Linked DNA regions of Gossypium hirsutum: region 1 is linked to region 2. The links are chromatin contacts, called in public Hi-C maps. All regions are on one chromosome and are shown on one strand. The core of a region is the stretch at or near the end of the contact, and the rest is flanking DNA. Distances in the headings are between cores, read along the strand shown.

What was found. Hi-C and Micro-C count contacts between places; a contact is called where the count stands out from the background.
Region 1: a Hi-C map of leaf shows a contact between it and region 2, with 3 times the contacts expected there. The contact joins the promoter of LOC107897140 here to the promoter of LOC107897138 in region 2. A contact is called at or near these places in 5 of 34 Hi-C or Micro-C datasets (callus, leaf and petal).

The regions. Positions count from the first base shown.
Region 1 is chrA10:70,511,228-70,517,262 of Gossypium_hirsutum_v2.1, reverse strand. It overlaps LOC107897140 (probable auxin efflux carrier component 1c), which reads right to left and starts at 1,508. Exons shown (of 5, transcript XM_016822487.2): 1 at 536-1,508; 2 at 194-434. The coding sequence starts at 1,262.
Region 2 is chrA10:70,370,268-70,376,099 of Gossypium_hirsutum_v2.1, reverse strand. It overlaps LOC107897138 (ER lumen protein-retaining receptor), which reads right to left and starts at 1,599. Exons shown (of 6, transcript XM_016822484.2): 1 at 1,279-1,599; 2 at 1-227. The coding sequence starts at 1,369.

The DNA.
Region 1 (6,035 bases), core at 259-2,758, 140 kb before region 2:
CTGGAATAGGGTGAACATCTACACTATATTACTCTGACTCCTTGTTTTCTTTGAGGTGTTCGTATCCAATACATCGTATTTATAGATTTAAAATATTGAATATAACCGTGTTGGACACATAGGGTACCCGACACTCATTCCGAGTCTGAGCAACATAGCATTTAGAAAGTGAGTAAGTGAGGCCTAAAAGAACCTGCAAGAGACTAAAGCCCAGCTAAGACCCAGCAAACTTGAGTAAGAGTTAGGGTTCCTCACAAGCTTGAGCCAGACTTTTCTCAATATTTTGAGGAGCATTGATGGAGAAAAAGAAGAGGGAATGCTAGCATTTTCGACATTCTCTTGCTTCACACTCTCAACCCCCTTTGCAGTACTACTGCTTTCTTCTCTTTGACCAGCTTGCACTGACTGCTTCTCACAGGTAGTACTTGTCCCATCTAAGATATCATTCATACATCAGAACAATTCATGCGAAATGTGGAAGAAATATATATGGATTAAAATTTCGAAATTTGTAGTGTTAGCTGTTAAGACTTGCCAGTTGAAATGCAACATCCACATCTCCAAATGAATAAATGGAGCTCTTTACCCTCACCCTCCATCGATGCTGCTACCATAGGCCTGAATCGCTGAGATTGATCTGGTGCAATCTTGTTTGCATTTTGAGCCGTCTGCTGCTGCTGCTGCTGCTGGTTAGATGATGTTGTGGCAATAACATTAATGACTTCATCTTCACTGCAACAGTTCTTAGAACTAACACTACTTTCCTTGAACTTGCTCAAGACTTCAGTTCTTGTTTCTCTATATTCAAACAAAAACAGTAATAGGGTATACCAGATTATGCATTGCAGCACCACAACTTGAATCATTAGGTATTCCTTGTCATCCCCATACATGGATTTCAGTAGGGGAATCCCCATGACAAGAGTGTTTGGGAGTGTGGAAAGTGAGAAAACTGTGATAGACCAGTCCAGGCCGCCTCTCTTTGTGAAATTGGCCCAACAAAGCAAAGCAAACAATATCAGGACTTTTGAGACTCCATCAGCGGCAAGGAAAAGGAGGTCCATTTTGTAAGGATTTATCCTCGAAACGAACTCGAAGGAGAGGAGCGGAACGGCGAAGATGGCGACGAATCTGTTGATGCCGGCACATTGTTCGGGGGTGAATACTTTCCACCATTTTACTGAACCATAAGCCAAGAACATGGTGACATAAAGAGGAACAACTGCAGTCAGAACACTGTACAGATCCTTGATGCCAATCATCGTTTTCCTCTTCAATACACTTGTTTTCCCTTGGCTGCCTTCTAGTGTATTATAGACTGTAGTTCTTGAAGAATGAATAGCTTCTTGGATTGATACAGCAACCAGGTTTATTTGAGATACTTTTAGACTTAAAAAGGGTTTATTTTACCACAATTTGTTGGTTTAACAAGCATCTTCAGATGGATATGTTGAAGCACAAGAGATATCTTGGATTGAGTTCTTTTTTTCGTGTATGGCAAGACTTTTGGTTTTATATCACTAAAGACAAACTCAATTTATCAAGTCACTCACAAAGTTCTATTTTTACTTGACGACCAGCTGGGACCAGCAACCGGGGTGAATGAATGATAAATTTTTTGTACAAAAAAAAAAAGAAAAGAAAAGGAAAACGAGAATATAATTTTCATCTCATAAAACATTAACTAAGGTCTAATTCTGCTTCCAGCCCATATACTCTGCATTTTTTATGAATTAATCCTTTTAATTTTAATTTCATAAATTCAGTCCCTATTTTCTTTTGCTTTAACAATTTAAATCTAATTGATAACATCATCAAAAGATTTCAATTAAATTGGATTTTGTGGCAATTTTAAACTTTAAAAAAAATTCATCTGACCGATATAAAATTACATATAGAAGTCATGTAAAACAAACAAAAAAAACCTGAAGTATCGACTTTCACTTTGTTTATTGCTATAGGACCTTTAAAACTGTGGACTCAAAACCAAAAACTTTACAATCCCAAATTCAACATTTGTATTTACTTATTTGATCTTTCAATAGTGTAATATTAGTATGTAAGCAACAATTTTTATCTTAGAAATGCCGCCTAATCTAATTTAATAAAAATCCTTTTAATAATGTCATCAATTAGATTTCTATTATTAAATAAAATAGTGGACGGATTAATTCCTAGGATTAAAAGTAACACTAAATTTACCAACAAATATTGGGTGTGGTGGTAGGGTACATTACACTCCCAAAAAGAGAATATATGTTCGAACTTTGTAAATGACATTATTGAGATATGCAACCACGAGCCGTAAGTATGAACCATAAAACAAGCATGAAGAATAAAAAAAATTAATACTAAATTGCACATGTTGGAAGAATACAGAAAGATACAATAAATCATTAATTAAATAGATAGCAATTTGAGAATGCCACACATGGTTATGTTTATTGATAGTTGAAATTGTCACAAATCTATTAATGGGATTATCTTGAAAGGTTTACATTATAATATCGAGTAGAATGCAGTAAAATGGCTTTTATCATGCATGGTTTTTGTATTATTTAGTCAATTTGTTTCATTTTTGCATCAGGTATGGATCCTGAGTTTCAAGCGTTGTAGATTCTAGTTAAAGAAGATGAACAAATTTTCTACTGGAGGAAATTTATAAGAATGATATTGATCATAATCTATGTTTAGTTCGGAATTTTTAGGAGAACGAATTATCACTTTTTGCAATGGAGAACAACGGAGAGAACCCTTCTCAACATATGGAGATCGATTCAAAGGATGAATATCTAATTATTGGGGGAAAATCTTTATCTCATTAAATTATAAATACGGTTGATCTGAAGAATATGATAAGTTGAGGTTCTGTTCTTTTAATAATTTTACTCCTCTAATACATCAATTGGCCAAAGGAGAGAATCAAAGGATATTGATTATAATCACATGGATTTCTATTCAAGTGCATGTTCTTTTACTAGGTTTTTCTTTAGAATCTATTTTAAGGAATCTAGGGAATGTTATAGATTCTTTTCTTCATCATGACACAACTATGAATCGAGATAGGTGGAATAAATATATGTGTTTGTCAAGGTTCATTTGGACATCTGTGAAAAATAAAACGTCGATAATGACAATGTATCACAAAAAAAAGAGAAAGAAAAATAAAAAACACATAGATTTTTACGTGAAAACCCTTTTAGAAAAAAAACCACTGGCAGAGGAGAAGATAATTCACTATGTTGAAATTCGAATGATTACAAGAAGAGTAGACTATGTCTATTTATAAACTTGTAAAATCATATTCTAATAGAATGAGTGTAGTGAGGTTGAAACACCTTATTCTAATCAATATTAAATAGATGAAGTGTAATAAAGTTGAAAAACCTTATTCTAAAATAAAATACAAGAAGTGTAGTTCTATATGGATTTTAATTTTATTTTACTTTACCACTGTATTTTATTTTAATAAGGATTCGGGTCACTCAATTCTAACAATCTCCACCTTGACACGAATTCTTAATTAACAAGCTCTTCATCGCAAACTCTCAATGAACAAGTTCTCTACCTCTTCTATAAAACCCCTTAAGGGTTTAATTTCAACAATGAACGTCAACCAAGTCTAAGCAATGCTCAAACTTGGTTATGGGAAGTGACTTAGTCATCATATCTGCAGGATTTTCATGAGTACTAATTTTGCTCACAACAATATCACGAACAAAATGATACCGAACTTCAATATGCTTTGTTCTCTCATGAAACATTTTATCTTTTGTAAGAAAGATGACACTCTGACTGTCACAAAATACTGTACTGATTTGAAGGTCTTCATTGAGTTCATTAAAAAGTCCTTTCAACCAAATGGCTTCTTTACAAGCCTCAATAATCGCCATGTACTCAACTTCAGTGGTAGACCAAGTGATTGTAGTTTGCAAAGAGGTTTTCCAACTGATTGCACAACCTTCGACTGTAAAGACATAACCTGTGAGAGATCTTCTTCTATCGAGGTCTCTAGCAGAATTAGCATCAACATACCTAATGACTCCATCTCTAGTTCTTCCAAAATGTAAGAAAACATCAGTAGTACCTCGTAAGTATCTTAAAATCCACTGAACTGCTTTCCAGTGTTCTTTACCGAGATTCGCCATGTATCTGCTAACTGCACTAACTGTATATGATAAATTTGGACATGAACAAACCATAGCATACATGAGAGATCCCACTGCACTAGAATATGGAAATGTGATGTGTACTCAATCTCATCATTTAATTTTGAAGACAAAGCTGATGAAGCTCTAAAATGGGCTACTAAAGAAGTATTAATAGGTTTAGCACTCTGCATATTGAACTTGCAAAGAACTTTCTCAATGTACCCCTTCTGACTTAGGTACAACTTGATTTTCTATCTCTGAAAATCTCTTTACCAAATGTCTTTTTTGTTGGTCCCAAATCTTTCATCTCAAATTTTTGACATCACTCATACATGAAACTCTTTCCTACTTCTACTACGACTAGAGCATCTTAAGAACATCAAAACACTTAGTGCCTATAAATTAAGCTTTTTTCATTAAAATTTTATAATCTTTTAAAATGAGAAAACTCTCTCAAATTTCTTCATCAATCACTTCTTTCTCTTATTGTCAAATTTCTATAGAAACAAGAACTCAAAACTTAGCTCTTGGGATTTAAGGTAAGACTCTGTTTCTCTATGGGGTTAAGACGATTAAAAATAGTTAATATAGTCCGCAACAAATGAAACTAGGTTCGTCTAAAGACTTGTATGTGTGAACCTAGGTTCACTTGAGTTTATTTATGAGTTTTAATGTGTTGTTAGTAACTTGTGTATGTTTGTAAACTTGCGAACCTAGCAGAACCCTCTACAAGCAAAGGCAAGGGAAAGGCGAAGCTTGTTTAAAGCTTTTAACAAACTGGTAAGTGTCCAGGGATCGCCACTTGTATGTGCAAACCATAATGCTAATAAGAAGATTAGGGCTTTATCCTAAGTTCCGAGAGTAAGTCTTTTCTAAACTCTTTTTTGTGATTGTGTTAATTATGTGTTTTTATGAACTGTGATATCCGAGCTCTGTATTGCGAGCTAGTTATGAACAGTATTGTACGAGCTCCTCATGAATTGCGAGCTCTATGTTTAAGTAAATGTTTGACATTATAATCTTTGGTAATTGTTGGATATAATGGCATGACATAAGATTGTGAATACTAACCCTTATGTTTTATGATTTAGGCGAGAGGCCTAGGGACAGGTCAGGAGAAATAAAGGAATGTCGAGCCAAGCTCCATTTAATGGGATATGCTGGTGTGATGGAGAGTGTTAGCTTAATACTACACTTATGGGATATGTTAACACTCTTTGGGTCAAAGTGAAGAGTCATAAGGAGATCCGCTTATCCAACAGAAAAGAACATGTGAATAAAATTGTGTTTTCCAAAATATTATGTTTTACTATTTAAATTTAACTAACAATAGGTAGCTGTGAAGCAGGCTTTGCATAGTTATGGAAAACCTCGTTCAAAATTTAGTGATCTGGTTTAATCTTTTGTTTAACTTATATTTTGTGTGTGCTATGTGGTTTTTCTATTCACTAGGCTCACAAGAGCTCACATACTCTTTACTAAACATTGCAGATAGCTAGATTGCACAGTGAGTAATAGTGAAGCGAGTGATCCAAGTAAGGCATAAACACTGAATAGGTGGTTCAATCGAACTCTGGACTCAATGGCAATATGGGGCTCCGCTTGGGAATAGTAATACCTTTCTCTCTATTGACTTCATTGTTTGTTCTAGGACTTAATTTTTTTTATTTTTTAATACTTTATTATTATTTTTTAATACCTTTTGCAAACCTATAAACTATTTTATAAATACCTAAATGTTAAGAATGACAATTTCTTATATGTATGAATATATTTTGAGACTGTGTTTGATGTTTTCTTAATTTATGTGTTCCTATTTAAATATTTAATTTCTAGCAAAGTGTCTACCATAAACAAAAGCATGAAATAATCAAAACTAACTAA
Region 2 (5,832 bases), core at 350-2,849:
CAATAGGCAAGGCAGCATAAGGAGATAATGGCGAAATGTATCCTGGTCCTTATCATAAGATCTACGAACCATCTTGTGATGTCGCATGTACCATACAATTGAGATAGAACTCCCCAGGAATATTAGCTTCATGATTGTGTTGTAGAGAGAAATATAAGTAGTGAATAAATCCAGGTAACGAGTAGTGAAGACAGTAGCATAAAGTTCCTGAGTCTTCAAGGAAATGCCTGCACAAATATAAGAAATCGCATCAAGGATAAAAGATCCAAAGCCATCAAAATCTAACTTCTTATAGTGACAACCTTGACTTCCAAAGAGTAAATGGCTATAGCCACCCATGAATACTTCTGTCATCCTATCCCATAGTTACATTTAAAAGGAAAGAAGAAAAGAAAAAGAAAACTTCCCCATAAGCCAATCAAGCAAGTCTAAAGTTAGGTAGCATTGACCCCAAATCAACTCCTCATAACAAGAGAAAAAACCAAAAACTACCTCAGCTACAGCTGTAGTTTTAGGCCTTATCATATATGGTTTATCTAGTTTGTCAAGAAATCTGAGGCCAGCAAGAATAAAAACCACAAACCTACAGTATAATTCTACATGATCTAATCTGCCTTTTGATTTCCATAAAATCTCCTAGCCAGAAGAATACTAGTACTGTTTCAAATCCCGACATATTTCTAGCTACAGATAGAAGGAAAACAAGCAAAAATAAGATGCCATCTTAGGAAGTTCAGGTTAACAAACCATGAACCCTCCCAAATCTACCTAATACAAACCCCTTGGACCTCTATCTAAATATTTTCATTAAATCCAACAACTAGCAAAAGATTCCAATGGTGGAGTGACAAATTACTTGTATTCAAGTCTTCAGTTCACGACAGTTTCCAAGTTTGATTTAATTTAAAACAAAAGTACTACATGATCATATATCCTTGCTTCTAAAACTGCAGATACACAATTTATATACATTCAAATGATTAAAAGCCCATTCAGAAAAATACAAGAATTCCTTTCCGACTAACAGGAAAAAAAAAATGTCGCATTTTCATTAAGCTACACATCCACGTTTCACAAGATTCCAGTTTGGATATCGAATGCCATGTACAACAACTCAAACAAGACAACTAATTAACAGAACCCCACATTCAATATAACCTTGAAATTCCATTTTTGTAATCTTAAAGCGGTAAATTATTCAAAAATACAAAATGAAATGCAGTGAAATGTAATGAACCCAGAAGAACATTGAAGTAAATATTTGAAAACTGGACGTACCAGCACAAGATTTGATGGTATGAATCTTGAGGAGCAAAACAAGAACACTAAATAAGTGGGTCATGTCCCCTGCTAATCTGAATATGTTCATTTTTCTCTTTTCTTTCTTCTCTAAGTTTCTTAAATTCAAAAAAAATTGAAAAAGAATGTAGGATAATGGTTTTTGTTTTTTGTTTTTTTTCTTCTGTCAGGGTAAGGTTCTTTCTGAGACGAAAATTTTAGTAGATCTGCGATAGAAACATCTAATTTCTTAAGTTTTGTTTGTTTTCAGGGAATAATTTATTGCTTTGGCTTCCGAGAACACGGGAGAGAAAAATATGAGTTCATCACACCAAACAAATTTTGAATTGGTTACTAAACTTTAAAACCTTTTTAATACATCTCTAAATTATATATATTATATCAATCAGATCCTTTAATTATTAAAACTGTTATTTTAACCATTAAATAACATGTAAATTTTTTCATATGACATAAGATTATATCACAAAAGATCTTACAAAATTAACAATTTTAATAATGAAAGAACTCGATTGATAGATAGTTTAAAGATGTATTTAGAATGTTCTAAAGTTTGGAGATCAATTTTGAAAGAAGGTCAGAGTTTGAGGATTTCGGTGCAATTAACTCAAAAAATAAACATTTGGGAAAACGAAACATATCTACTAGATGGGCTGGGTTTCATTTTCAGTTTGTATGTGTAAGGAAATTCCAGGATAGTTCCTAGATTTGAAGCTTTTGGGCCTCCACACACTCAAAATGACTTGGATTTACTTGTAGAGACTCAAGGGTGATGCTCTAATCTGCTTAAACAGTTTCATGTTTTAGTAAAACTCAATTTCCAGCTAAATTTGAACTTTTTTTTTAGTAACAATTTCATTATAACTTCTATCCACATCTATTTTATAATTACGCATAACATATGCTTAAAAATGAAATGGAATTGTTGATAAAAAATATTAGGGTAAATTGTCAAAATAGTCACTTTTATTTATCTTAGGTTACATTTTAGTCACTTATTTTTGAAATGTTACGATTTAGTCACCTACGTTATTGTGTTGTAACATTTTAGTCACTAAGCATTAATTGTCATTAACGGTGTAACAAAAATCTGACGTGGCACGTTAAATAATCATTTCAAACGAAAATTTTAGGTTAAATTATACAATTGGTCCCTATATTTTTTTTTCATTTTGAGTAATTTAATTTCTTCTTTTATGTTCTTTGAATTTTTTTCTTTATTTTTTTCATTCTCTTCTCATTCTTCTTCTGTTTTTCTCCATTTTTCATTTCTTTTAACGTAATTTTTTATCCCTTCTTCATTTCTTTCAACGTAATTTTTCTATATTTTTCATTTGTTAAAACTACTCTCTATATTTTTATTTTTTTGAACAATTTAATTTTTTTCTTTTTAGTTCTTTATTTTCCTTTTCTTCTTCCCCTTTATTTTTCTCTCTTCTCATATTCTTTACTACAGAAACGTAATCTTTACCCACCAAATAAATCAAGTCCTTATTTCTTTCACATGATTCCTAAATTGAATTTCATTAAAAATTGATTATCAATCATTCTTAATCAAATCTTGATTTGAATATAACCCAATATTGAAACTAAAATTGGATCCAACTAATCAATATAAAAACAATATCCTTAATCAAATCTAAACATAAATTGAATTTTTTATATTCAAAATAATTTTTTTTCTGTTTCCAAATTTTTACAGATTTGTGTAAATTATTCATTTTCTTTTCTGACGAATAAAATTAAGCATACAATAAAATTGATCAAAACCTTCTTGGATATTCCCAAGCAAGCTTGATTAGAAGTTGAGCATGGATGAACTGAAGAGAGAAATGGAGCATGGAACCAAACTGATTTGGGTAAAGTTGAGGGTAAGTTTTGTATAGTGGTCGTTTTAGTCATTAAGAGTGTAGAGCTCATTTGAAAAATCCGTGAAACAATGTAGTTTTAAGAGGACGAGAATGTAGTAGGTACAATAGATAAGGTGGAAGTGGGGGTTGGTTAGGAGGTTAAGGGAACGGGCTTAAGAAACTTTGTTGAGGGTGGACTACCATAAGTCACGACTGGTGAGGTATTTGAGTGAGGCGAGCTTGTGGACTAGGTCATTGAGAGATCCAAATTGATTTGTTAAAGCGATGATGGACAATGAAGGTTTGTAATTCTGGGGTGAAAATATGCGAAGCAAATTTTATTTTAGTTTCAGCTTTCGCCTTTTCTTTTTCATGAACACAAAAAAGTTTAAACAAATGGAAAACATAGAAAAACTAAGTTGAAAGAGATGGAGAATGAAGAAAAATAGAGGGAGAAACAGAAGAGAATGAAAAATAAAGAAAAAAAGGAAAGTCAAAAGAACATAAAAGAAAAAATTAAATTGCTCAAAAAGAAAAAAATACGAGGACCAATTGTATAATTTAATACGAGGACCAATTGCATAATTTAACTCAAAATTTTTGTTTGAAATGATGATTTAACGTGCCATATTAGCTTACTATTACATCGTTAACGGCAATTAATGGCTCAGTGACTAAAATGTTACATTACGTTAACGCAACTGACTAAAACATAGCATTTCAAACATAAATGACTAAATTGTAACTTGAGGTAAACAAAAGTGACTATTTTGGTAATTTACCTAAAACATTAACACTTGCTAGAAGTTGCTAGAGCTGTCAATTTTCACTTTAATGTTCCTATTAAATTTTAGAGTGTGTTTATATTGCTTGTTATATCATTAATAGATTACCTACCTCTATTTTGGCTTGAAAAGCTCATTTTGAACTATTATATAATAAACCACCATTTTTTTTCTCATTTCAAGACCTTTGGGTCTTTGTTATGCCAATACTCCACATTATCGAGATAAATTTTCTCCTAAAGCCTTTTCTTCAGTATTCATGGGTTACTCTAATGTGCAAAAATGTGATATTCTATTTAACCTTAACAAAAACTTTTTTTTTAAATAGAGATGTGGTTTTTCATGAAACTATTTTTTCATTTAAGCTTCCTACTTCTTCTCTTTTCACTCCACTTGATACTAATTTTTTACCTATCACTTCACCTTGTGCTTCAACAAGTCGTCATTTCTTCGAGTGTTCCTATAACAGCCCGTTTTCAGTGAAATCAGAATAGTGATTTTGAGACCACAATTCTAACGAGTAAATTATTATTTTATTGTTATTTTAATATTTACGGGATTATATTAAGGTTTTGGTAAAATTTTGTTAAAAAAAATTTGATGTTTGCATGATTAATTAAGTGAAAAGACTGAATCGTAAAAAGTGTAAAAGTGGAGTTCTATTAGCTAGAAGGGTCAAATGGCTATGAAACTTTAAATTGAATGGACTTAAATAGTAATTAGACCACTTTTATGGTTTGGAGATGTTTATGGCATGGTTTTGAAGAAATTAATAAAGTTTTTAAAGGTTAAAAAGGTAATTAAGTAATTAAAACCTAAAACAAAAGAAAGAAAAAATAAGCATCACCTTCATTTCTTCTATCTCAAATTTCACCATTAAAGATAGGGCTAGGTTTGGCCAAGCTTCCTTTAGTGCATGTAAGTGTTTTCAAGCCCTATTTTTAATGATTTCTATGTTTTTAAGGTCGTTGTAGTTTAATCTAGCTAGCTCGAGGGTGAATTTATAAAACTGTTAAAGATTGAGGGTTATGCCATAAATTTTTTTGAATGATTCTTGATGTTTACCAAATTATGAATCATTATTGATAAATAAACAAGTTTTGTAAAGTGATTTTTTATGAAATTTGCATTTAGGGATTTGTTTGTAAAAATAGTAAAAGTTCATGAAAAATTAATGAAATGATCATTTCTTTGCGTTGGATTAAGTCCCTAATAAATTTGGTTAGCTTGAAAGGGGGATTAAAATGATTAGATTTCAAATTATGAGCTTAAGAACTAAATTGTGAAAAGTTCAAATGTAAGGGCAAAATTGTAATTTTGTATAAATATGAAATATGGACAAAATTGAATATTAGGAGTATTAAATGGGTTGAAATTGTCTATTTAGATCACGATAGACCACGTACAAACCTAGTTCGAGGCAAAGCAAAAGCTTCGGAATAGCTTGATTTAACCTTCACGCCCCTAGTTGTTGAGGTAAGTTCGTATGAAATGTTGTTATATTCATGTTATTTAAATGTATGTTATTATGTATTTATAATGTAATTGAATGATATATATCCAAATCAATACTATGACGATTATCGAGTCCCAGTTGAACCTTAGAAATTCGTAAGATACAAATGACACGTCATTAGGGATTTCATGTTTTGGGTGTTGGTCTTGAATGTCCTACCGATGGCTGAGGACCTGCATTTATTTCGAATACTTCACAGCTCATGTAAGCAGCATTGTGTAGCTTACATTTCGACCCACAGCTCGTGTGAGTAGACCCATTTCATAGCTCGTGTGAGCAATGATGTAAAGGAAATGTTATGGCTATGTAAAGGCACAATTTGTGTGAGCTTTCCCGAGTATCCGACGTAATTTAAGATCGTTCAACAGGGATGAAAAGGAAA